2 separate regions of the Mus musculus genome follow, and region 1 is linked to region 2. A link is a contact called in public HiChIP or PLAC-seq data. All regions are on one chromosome and are shown on one strand. The core of a region is the stretch at or near the end of the contact, and the rest is flanking DNA. Distances in the headings are between cores, read along the strand shown.

Region 1 (4,136 bases), core at 519-3,018, 280 kb before region 2:
GGCTGGAGAGATGGCTCAGAGGTTAAGAATACTGGCTGCTCTTCCAGAGGACCTGAGTTTAGTTCCCAGCAGCCACGTGGTGACTCACACCATCTGTAATGGAATCTATTGCCCTCTTCTGGTGTGTCTGAAGACAGTGACAGTGTACTCAATAAATAAATAGAGGAGGAGGAGGAGGAGGAGGAGGAGGAGGAGGAGGAGGAGGAGGAAGGGGAGGAGAAGAAGAAGGAGGAGGAGAAGAAGAAGATGAAGAAGATGATGATGAAGAAGATGGTAATGAAGAAGAAGATGTTGAGAAGCTGAGGCACTGAGAAGTCTCTGTCCAATGTTTGAATTTTTTTTTTATTTCATGAGTGTGTCTTTTCCATGCATGCATGCATGAATGTATGTATGTATGTGTACCACGTGCATGCCCAGAGCCTGCAGGGATCAGAAGAGAGTGTTGGGTCCCCTAGAACTGGAAAGACAGATAGCTGCGAGCCACCATGTGTCGGGAATCAAACCTGGGTCCTCTGTAAGAGCAACATGTGTTCAGAACAGCTGACCCGAACTTCTAGTCCCCTGCCCCGGTTTCTGATTAGTGTGTGAGCTTTCCAAGGCCTTTCCTGGTGCTTCTCTTCCTCGGCACCACCCACAATCCTTCCAGTACCCAATGCTACCCTCTGGGTCACGCCTGCCATGCTCATGCATTGAGAGCTTGTTTTATCCACTGCTGTGTCATGAGGGGAGGACACAATGGCAGGGTGTTGGGAAAGGTATAAACGGAGCAGTACGTCCGAGCAGCACGGGGGGAGACTCCGGGACAGACACCACCCTGGGCGTCTCCTTCTAGTTCCTACCATCTCCACCTGTCCCCATGCGCCAATCCTGGCATCTCAGTCTCACAGGCACCTTTAAGGAATTCCCTGTCCCTTTGCTGAGGTACTGAAGGAAGATGCCGGGCCTCATGCCCAGGATGGGCAAGGCAGCTAGGAAGATGGGCCTGGGGACTGGGGCTCCTGGACTAGGTACAACTAAGGAGGTGAAAACAGGGACCCCACAGGGGACATGTCTGGGGACTCTCCCTTTGGCCTTCAGCTTGAGTGTAAGGCAGGGTGGGACCCTTCTTGCTGGGAGCCAGGTGGCTCATGGCAGGTTCCTTTGCTACAGAGGCCCCCTTCAGGCTAGAAACCTGAGGAGCTACAGAGACTCAAGCCAAACTCTCAGAATAGAAGCATCCAGAGGCAGGATGTCCTGTTTGCCAGTGGAACTAGGCCTGGGAAGGGGGCTCAGGCCCAGCCTATAGAGCTCGAGAGAGAGATTCTAAGCCCAGTCTTGGCCACAGCTCACCTCTGTACAACTTTCCCTTATTGGTAGGGTATATACAATACAGCTGGCATAGGGAAACTGAGGCAGAGCCTGCTTTCTAGCCTTGGAGGCTTGCTGCCCCCACCAACCATACCACCCTTGATTACTATTCCCTTTGCTTTACAGAGCACATGGGGGCTCTATGTCCTCACGTATCTGGTTCCCTTCAGATCCCAGACGAAGCTGTTTCTCGGGAAGAAGTTTGCCTTGCTTTTTCCAAGCTTGGCTGTGAAGAGCTGGGGGGTCCAGCCTGAACTCGGGGACCAGCAGTCAAGCAACTCCGCACCCCTGGCCCCACCACAGAAGTCTCTCCTAATCACCAGCGCCCCTGCCCCCTCACCAGAGCTTGAGGGCTCAGGCCCTTGTGGGAGCCAGTGCTGGTGTTGATAGTGCTGGTGCCAGGCCCATGACGCAGGCCTGAGGCCCAGGCACACAATGGGGCTGTGTGTACACCCAGCATCACCCTGGAGCAAAGCTAGGCAGGCCAGCATCTGGGCTCCGGCCAAGAATTCATTTCCCCGAAGAGAGCCTCCCACCCCTCCTGGGCAGCAGGCTGGAGAAAAGGCTACAGGGATAGGCAAGTACTCCCTAGCCTTGGTCCAGGGAGGAGAAGGCAAACAGGCCACTAGGAAGAGGGACTCCTGAATCTCCGCTAGTTGCCTGCTCTCTTGTGAGGGATTTTGCATGACAGAGACAGTGTATCCTGGGATTGTAGTCCCAGTGACGGAGAGGGCAGAGGGACAAGAGAGTGGCCTGGCCCCACATGTGGGACTTTTCTGCTCCCTCCACAGCCTGCCCAGTGTGGGCTTCACTTGCACAGGTTTTTTGAGGCACCCCGGACCTCTGGCCATATAGCCTGTACTGGGCATCCTCCCTGGGGGAATGAGTCACCAGCTGGCTGTAGCCAGCATGCCAAGCAGGCCGTGGGCAGGTTCAGCTGCCTGCTCCTCTCCCTGGCAGGTCTCAAGGCAGAAAATCACTCAGACGGTATCAGGTGTTGACCACAGTGTCCCAGACTGGACTTCGTCCGGCCACTTCCTCTGGGGCAGGGATCGCCAGTGCCTGCACTCTGGGCCTCCATGCCTCCTTTGGCTGCAGGCTGAAGCTCCACAGATAGGGGCATTAAACTGCAGGAAAAGGCAGCCATGTCCCCCAGGAACAAGCAGGGTTCGAGCAGGGAGTGAGAGTGAAGCTCCCGTGGGCATGGGGAAGGGAGGAAGCCAACGTGGTACCTCAGGCTTCGGCCCTTTGCTGAGATCACTTTCCGTTCTCCTGAGCTGGGAAGGCACCTGGTGACAGGAGCTTGCTGCCCTTGCTCCCTCTGAGGCTCCACAACAGATTACACAAATGTGCAGCCCACACTCCCCAAAGGTCACAAATAAAAGTCACAGTGACAACCTTTGCCCCTGAGACACAGATAGATGACAGGTCGCTCATTTTCCGAAGGGCAAAGGCCTCCATTTTCCTAGCCAAGCAAGAGTAGTCACGGGCATCCTGTCAGCCTCACACAGTAGAACATGCATAATCCATGTGTGTGTGAGTGGATGTGTGTGGATGGATGTGTGTGTATATAGGTATGTGTGTATATAGGTGTGTGTGTGTGTGTGTATGTGTGTATATGGATCTGTGTGTGTGTGTGTATAGGTGTGTGTGTGTGTGTGTGTTCAGATGTATAGAGGTGTATGTATGGATAGATGTGTATGTGTGCATTTGTGTGGATGTATGTGTACAGATGTGTGTGTGGATGTGTACATGTGTATATATGTGTATATAGGTGTGCATGTGTTTGTGTGTGAGTGTGTACATAGGTGCATATTTGTATGTGGATGTGTCTATGTGTGTGTGTTTGTGTGTAGAATTGTGTTTGTGTGTGTGTAGAACTGTGTATTTGTGTGTGTGTAGGGCTGTGTGTGTTTGTATGCAGATGTGTGTGTTTGTGTGTGTAGGGGTATGTGTGTTTGTGTATATAGGGGATATGTGTTTGTATGTAAGTGTGTGTGTGTATGTATGTATAGGTATATGGGTGTTTGTTTGTGTGTGGATGTGTGTATAGGTGTGTGTGTGCATGTGGATTTGCACAATGCCTGTCTTCACCATGACATGACTCCTGTGCCCTGAGGACAGAGCCTGAGGCCGTGGGGCCTGGTGGAGACCATCCCTTTACTCTAACAGATGAACAAACAGGCTGGCTGGGGAAGAGTCTCTGTTCAAGGTTACGATGGAGTCTAGAATCCAGGGCTGGGGTAGTGTGAGGCTAGCTCAACAGAGTAGGAGACAGGAACTCCGAAAGAGGGCAGAAAGAAGAGGAAGGTGAGACGAGAACTCGAGGTGCCAGTCCCAGTTTCCTGGGCTATCATGCCGAGGCCGAGGCCTTCCACACAGCTTGGTGGGGCGTACAAGGGGCTCTGCACTGCTGCAGGGGCCTCTCTGCCCAAGATCAGCCCACCCATGAGGCACCTCTAGGGTGACTGCTGCCTTCACGGCTCCTCAGGGTGGAAAAGCAGCCATACCAGGTTCAAAGCTCTACACCAGATCAACTCAGCTGTGCCCCACACTCTGAGGACACGCAGTACCAAAGAGTCAGTCTGTGCTGTCTCCATCCTCTGGGGTCATCAGCCAGAGGCAGGGCAGAAGTCCCCAGAGAATAAGGGACACGGGCAGTCACCTACTAGAGAACCCCAGGCCAACTGAAGGAACAGAACCTCATGGACTAAAGTAAGGGAGGGGGAGAAGGGAAGATCGACCTATCCTACCCTAGATGGCCCCGGGAGACCTCTCTCATTCTCAAG
Region 2 (4,070 bases), core at 985-3,484:
GCCACCAAGCACGGGGTGGCTTTCTTGCAAAGGAAGTGACGGTGTGTGGCTTTAGCTAAATGGCTCTGGGCCTAGGTAAAAAATGAGGGGCTTTTCACTGCAGAAAGAACAGACTAAGGCTTGCGGGCAGTTTAAAACCTGTCACTAAGGCGGGCTCAGGGGAATCTTGTTGAGCAGTGCCAAGCGCCTAGTGACATGGCCACTTTTGCAGCCAGTCCTAGACACCGGTGCACTGCCAGGTGCTCTTCAGGCCCTGGGTCAGGCCAGCCTCTCCTGGTGTGCGACCAGTAGGTTATCGCTTCCTCTTTGACCTTGTTCCTTTGCCTTCTGTTGTAGATGTCCTCGGCCAACATCTTGGTCTTTCTTTGATGTTTTTTCCCCATGTGCCTACCCAACCAGAAGGGTCTTGGAAGTGCCATCTCTCATGCCAGGGACATGGTTCCTCTGGTCCTCCACCTCCAGACGTTTCTGCCCAGCTGGTCTCAGCATCCAACTATTTGTACCCAGTTGTCTGGTTTTTGTCCTCTGCGTAGACCATGCTAGGTCTTGTTCATTTGTGTTTAGACAGCACACTCTTCCTCCCTGCCAGTCTGATGCTGCCCCACCCAAATGCGCAGGCTCCCTGCTCTTCCCCAGCCACATCCCCTGCCAGGGTAGACCATTCTCAGCCCTGCAGTAAGACTGGAGATCCTCCCAGAGACTGGCCACCCCTAGTCCAAATGTCTCCAGTGCAAACCTGGCCAATGAGGTCCCCTGACAGGTCTTTGTCTTGCAGGTCACTCATCCTCCTGTGCGCTATTTAGCAGATAGAGGTCCAGAGCCTCTTGTGTATGCTGAACGCTTGGCACGGTGCCAACTCTAATGATACTCTGCTGAACAAGACATACATAGTTCCTACCTCCAGGGAATTCACTCTAGTGGGAAACTACACAAAATGAAACTAAAAGTGTTGTAGGCTGTAGAGGGTGCCAGAAGGGGCTTCTACCCTGCAGGGAGAAAGTCTTCACTTGGCTCCTGGTTGTCCTGTGCCTCTCCTTCCAGCCCTTCAGCCTGTCCCCCATTCCACCCTTCCCTTCTGCAGTCACTCAAACAGCAGTTGAGCTTTTTCTAAGGGAGACCATTTGGATACAGACACTGACAAATACCAGGGTAGACCTAGGTCCCTGCTTCCCCAGCTCTTACAGTGTGTGTGTGTGTGTGTGTGTGTGTGTGTGTGTGTGTGTCAGCCCACAGTGTGTCTGTGTGTGTGTGTGTCTGTGTGTGTGTGTGTGTGTGTGTGTGTGTGTGTGTGTGTGTATGTGTGTGTGTGTGTATGTAGGGGATGGAGGGGCAGTGGACAGCCCACAACACACGTGGTATGTCAGTCCCGTGGTGCCATCAGAGACCTGGAGGAAAAGAATTGAAGGATGGGACAAGGAAACTAAGAGCCATAAGGGGTAGGTAGTGTGCAAAGCTTGGGCTACTAACCTGGGGAGCAGGCAGTGGCCAAAGCCTTCACAGAAGCCAAGCAGGCACTGGGGCTTGGGAGGAGAGGCTGGGGGAGGGGCCAGCCAGAGAACCGAATGGCCTGTCCTCCACCCACCCTGCTTCTTTCAGGATCTCTGACAGGGGATTTGAGACCTGTTGATATAGGCCATATGAGCAGCCACTTTGTGGGGGCAGAGTTTGGTGCCGTTCTGGCAGGGCAGATAAAGGCAGCACTTGTCACAAAATAGGGCAGGAGGAATTATTGTGGGAGCTGCCCTTTAAAAAAAAAAAATGGCCTAAGAAGAACGTTGTAGTTGAGTAGAGCACAAAGTGCAGCCATCTTTGTGGAAAGAGAACAGCAAACAAGCATACTCTCTGTCAGAGGCAGGAGCGTGTGTGCCCCCAGACTGTAGGCAGACTTGCACGGGAGGGTCAAGTGGGCTCAGTTCAGCAAGGGCTTGGGGTGCTGTTCAGAGGGAGATGTGGAGGCAGAGGACCATAGGCAGGGCTGGGAACAAGGTCAGTCAACTCCTCACAGAGGGTGGCATTTCCCAGTTAGGATTTATGGTGGGGTGAAGGGGTGGAGCAGCTAGAGCTAGCCATTCAGGAACTGGGGGGGACGGACTGGCCCTAGCCCCAGAGAGCCAAAGTGTACCCTACCTAAGAAGAGGCAGGAAACAGAAACCTACTGATAGCCTGGAGGACACCCTCCTGTGGAGGCCTGTGTTACCAGGGAGATGGGTAAACAAGAGGGAACCTGTTCTGCCTCCTCTGACCAAGAGAAAGAAGGGGGCTGGTCTGAGGCCTCTGCTGAGATCTCAGTGGGTGGGGTTGGCCCAGTGAGCCTTTGAAAGAGGAGGGTAAGCAGAGGGAGGATGGGAGGGGAGGCAGAGGGAGGAGGGGAGGGGAAGGTAGGCAGAGGGAGGAGAGGAGGGTAAGCAGAGGGAGGAGGGGAGGGGAGGCAGAGGGAGGAGGGGAGGGGAGGCAGAGGGAGGAGGGGAGGGTAAGCAGAGAGAGGAAGGGAGGGCAATAGAGTGCAGCTTGGAGCTGGCCTGAGAGGCATGAGATCCAGGCCTCCTTGGGCCTGGGGCTCTTGTCCCATCTCTGTGGAGCCAGTGTAGAGTCAGTTGTAAGGAGGCCTTGCCCTTGTAAAACCTGATTATACCAGGCTGGGGGTGGGTTGGGGCATTTCTGTCACTTCCACATCAGTAAATCAGGACGATCCCAGGAAAGGGCAGCTGGAGTGGATGAGGCTTCCCATGTGGTGCTAGGAAGAACCACACCCCTTTATCCTGAGGGTCCCAGGCTCTCCAAATGCCCCAGGGCCCAGTGCCCTGCTGGGCACACTCTCTACCACTGCGTGACATGTGACATCCCCAGCCCAGAGGCATGCCCAGGGCAGAGCAGGGAGGCTCTTCCCAGTGTCTTTGTAGGAACAAGAAGAGCCTGAGCCTTGTCGTTTATTGCCACCTCTGAGTTTTCCTGGTGACAGGTTTATCATTCTTCTGTTTCGCTCAGGGTCACCCAGAAGCGAGTGCTTAAGTCTCTGACCATCAGCGTGCACAGCCCCAGCTGCCAGTCTGGGGAGAGGAACCAAGCCTACAGGTACAGATTTGTCATGGATGCTTCCAGCCCTGGAAACAAGCGCAAGGAATTTCCCCTCCTGGTGTTTATGGTTTAGGTCCTCTCCATTTGCTTACATCATTGTTCCGTCTTTGTTAGAAGCTATTTTATTGACTCGTGAACAGATGATGTATGAATTCAGCACAGAACTTGGAAGACAGAAGAAGATATAACACGTACCTCCCTCTCCCACCCCAGGCTCTCTGGCCTTTCCCCGAAGCTCCTGATGAGTCAGTATGGTTTTATGTACCAAACACACATGTAAATATACCCTTTTATAGCGGGATAGATACCGTATAAACAGTATTTTCTCCTAGTGGTTAGTGTGTCCTCTGTGCGAATAATAAAGAATTTCTTTTTTTTTTTAAGATTTATTTATTATTATATCTAAGTACACTGTAGCTGTCTTCAGACACACCAGAAGAGGGCGTCCGATCTCTTTAAAGATGGTTGTGAGCCACCATGTGGATTTGAACTTAGGACCTTCAGAAGAATAGTCAGTGCTCTTAACCTCTGAGCCATCTCTCCAGCCCAATAAAGAATTTCTGATTCAAGGCTCTATAGTCCTGTGACAGAGGTTCTTTCTGTGCTCATCCTTGTGACTTGTTGGGTGACAGACGGGGCCTTTACACCTTCTGCTTTGGGGGGGGGGTGTTGTTTGTTTGTTTTTCAAGGCAGAGTTTCTTGATGTAGCCCTGGATGTCATAGAACTTTCTCTGTAGACCAGGTTGGCCTCAAACTCAGAGATCTGCCTGTCTCTGCCTCTCAATTACTAGGACTTAAGGTGAGATGTGCATCATCACCAGGCCCTGTCTTTTTTTTTTTTTTTTTTTTTTTTAAGATTTAGTTTTAGCCAGGCATCATTTGGGAGGCAGAGGCAGACAGATCTCTGTGAGTTCAAGGCTAGCCTGGTCTACATAGGGAATTCCAGAATAGCAAGGGCTGCTTAGAGACATTCTGGAGAGAGAGAGAGAAGAGAC

What was found. HiChIP or PLAC-seq counts read pairs in DNA pulled down with a chosen protein or histone mark.
Region 1: a contact with region 2 is called in an HNF4G HiChIP or PLAC-seq map of pancreatic cancer cells. The contact joins two enhancer-like sites. A contact is called at or near these places in 1 of 115 datasets of contacts at active chromatin or transcription factors (pancreatic cancer cells) and 2 of 9 other capture datasets (adipose tissue and liver).

Annotation. Positions count from the first base shown.
Region 1 is chr17:47,760,818-47,764,953 of GRCm38.p6, reverse strand. It overlaps a transcript of Tfeb not described here. Among named protein-coding and RNA genes, the nearest start is that of Tfeb, 23 kb to the left of the region's middle. Within about 2 kb of position 1,768, at least 163 of the 459 cell types and tissues checked have an H3K27ac peak or open chromatin away from gene starts, as enhancers often do. A contact at or near this core is called in pancreatic cancer cells, where this site is marked.
Region 2 is chr17:47,482,750-47,486,819 of GRCm38.p6, reverse strand. It overlaps a transcript of Taf8 not described here. Among named protein-coding and RNA genes, the nearest start is that of Taf8, 18 kb to the left of the region's middle. Within about 2 kb of position 2,234, at least 124 of the 459 cell types and tissues checked have an H3K27ac peak or open chromatin away from gene starts, as enhancers often do. A contact at or near this core is called in pancreatic cancer cells, where this site is marked.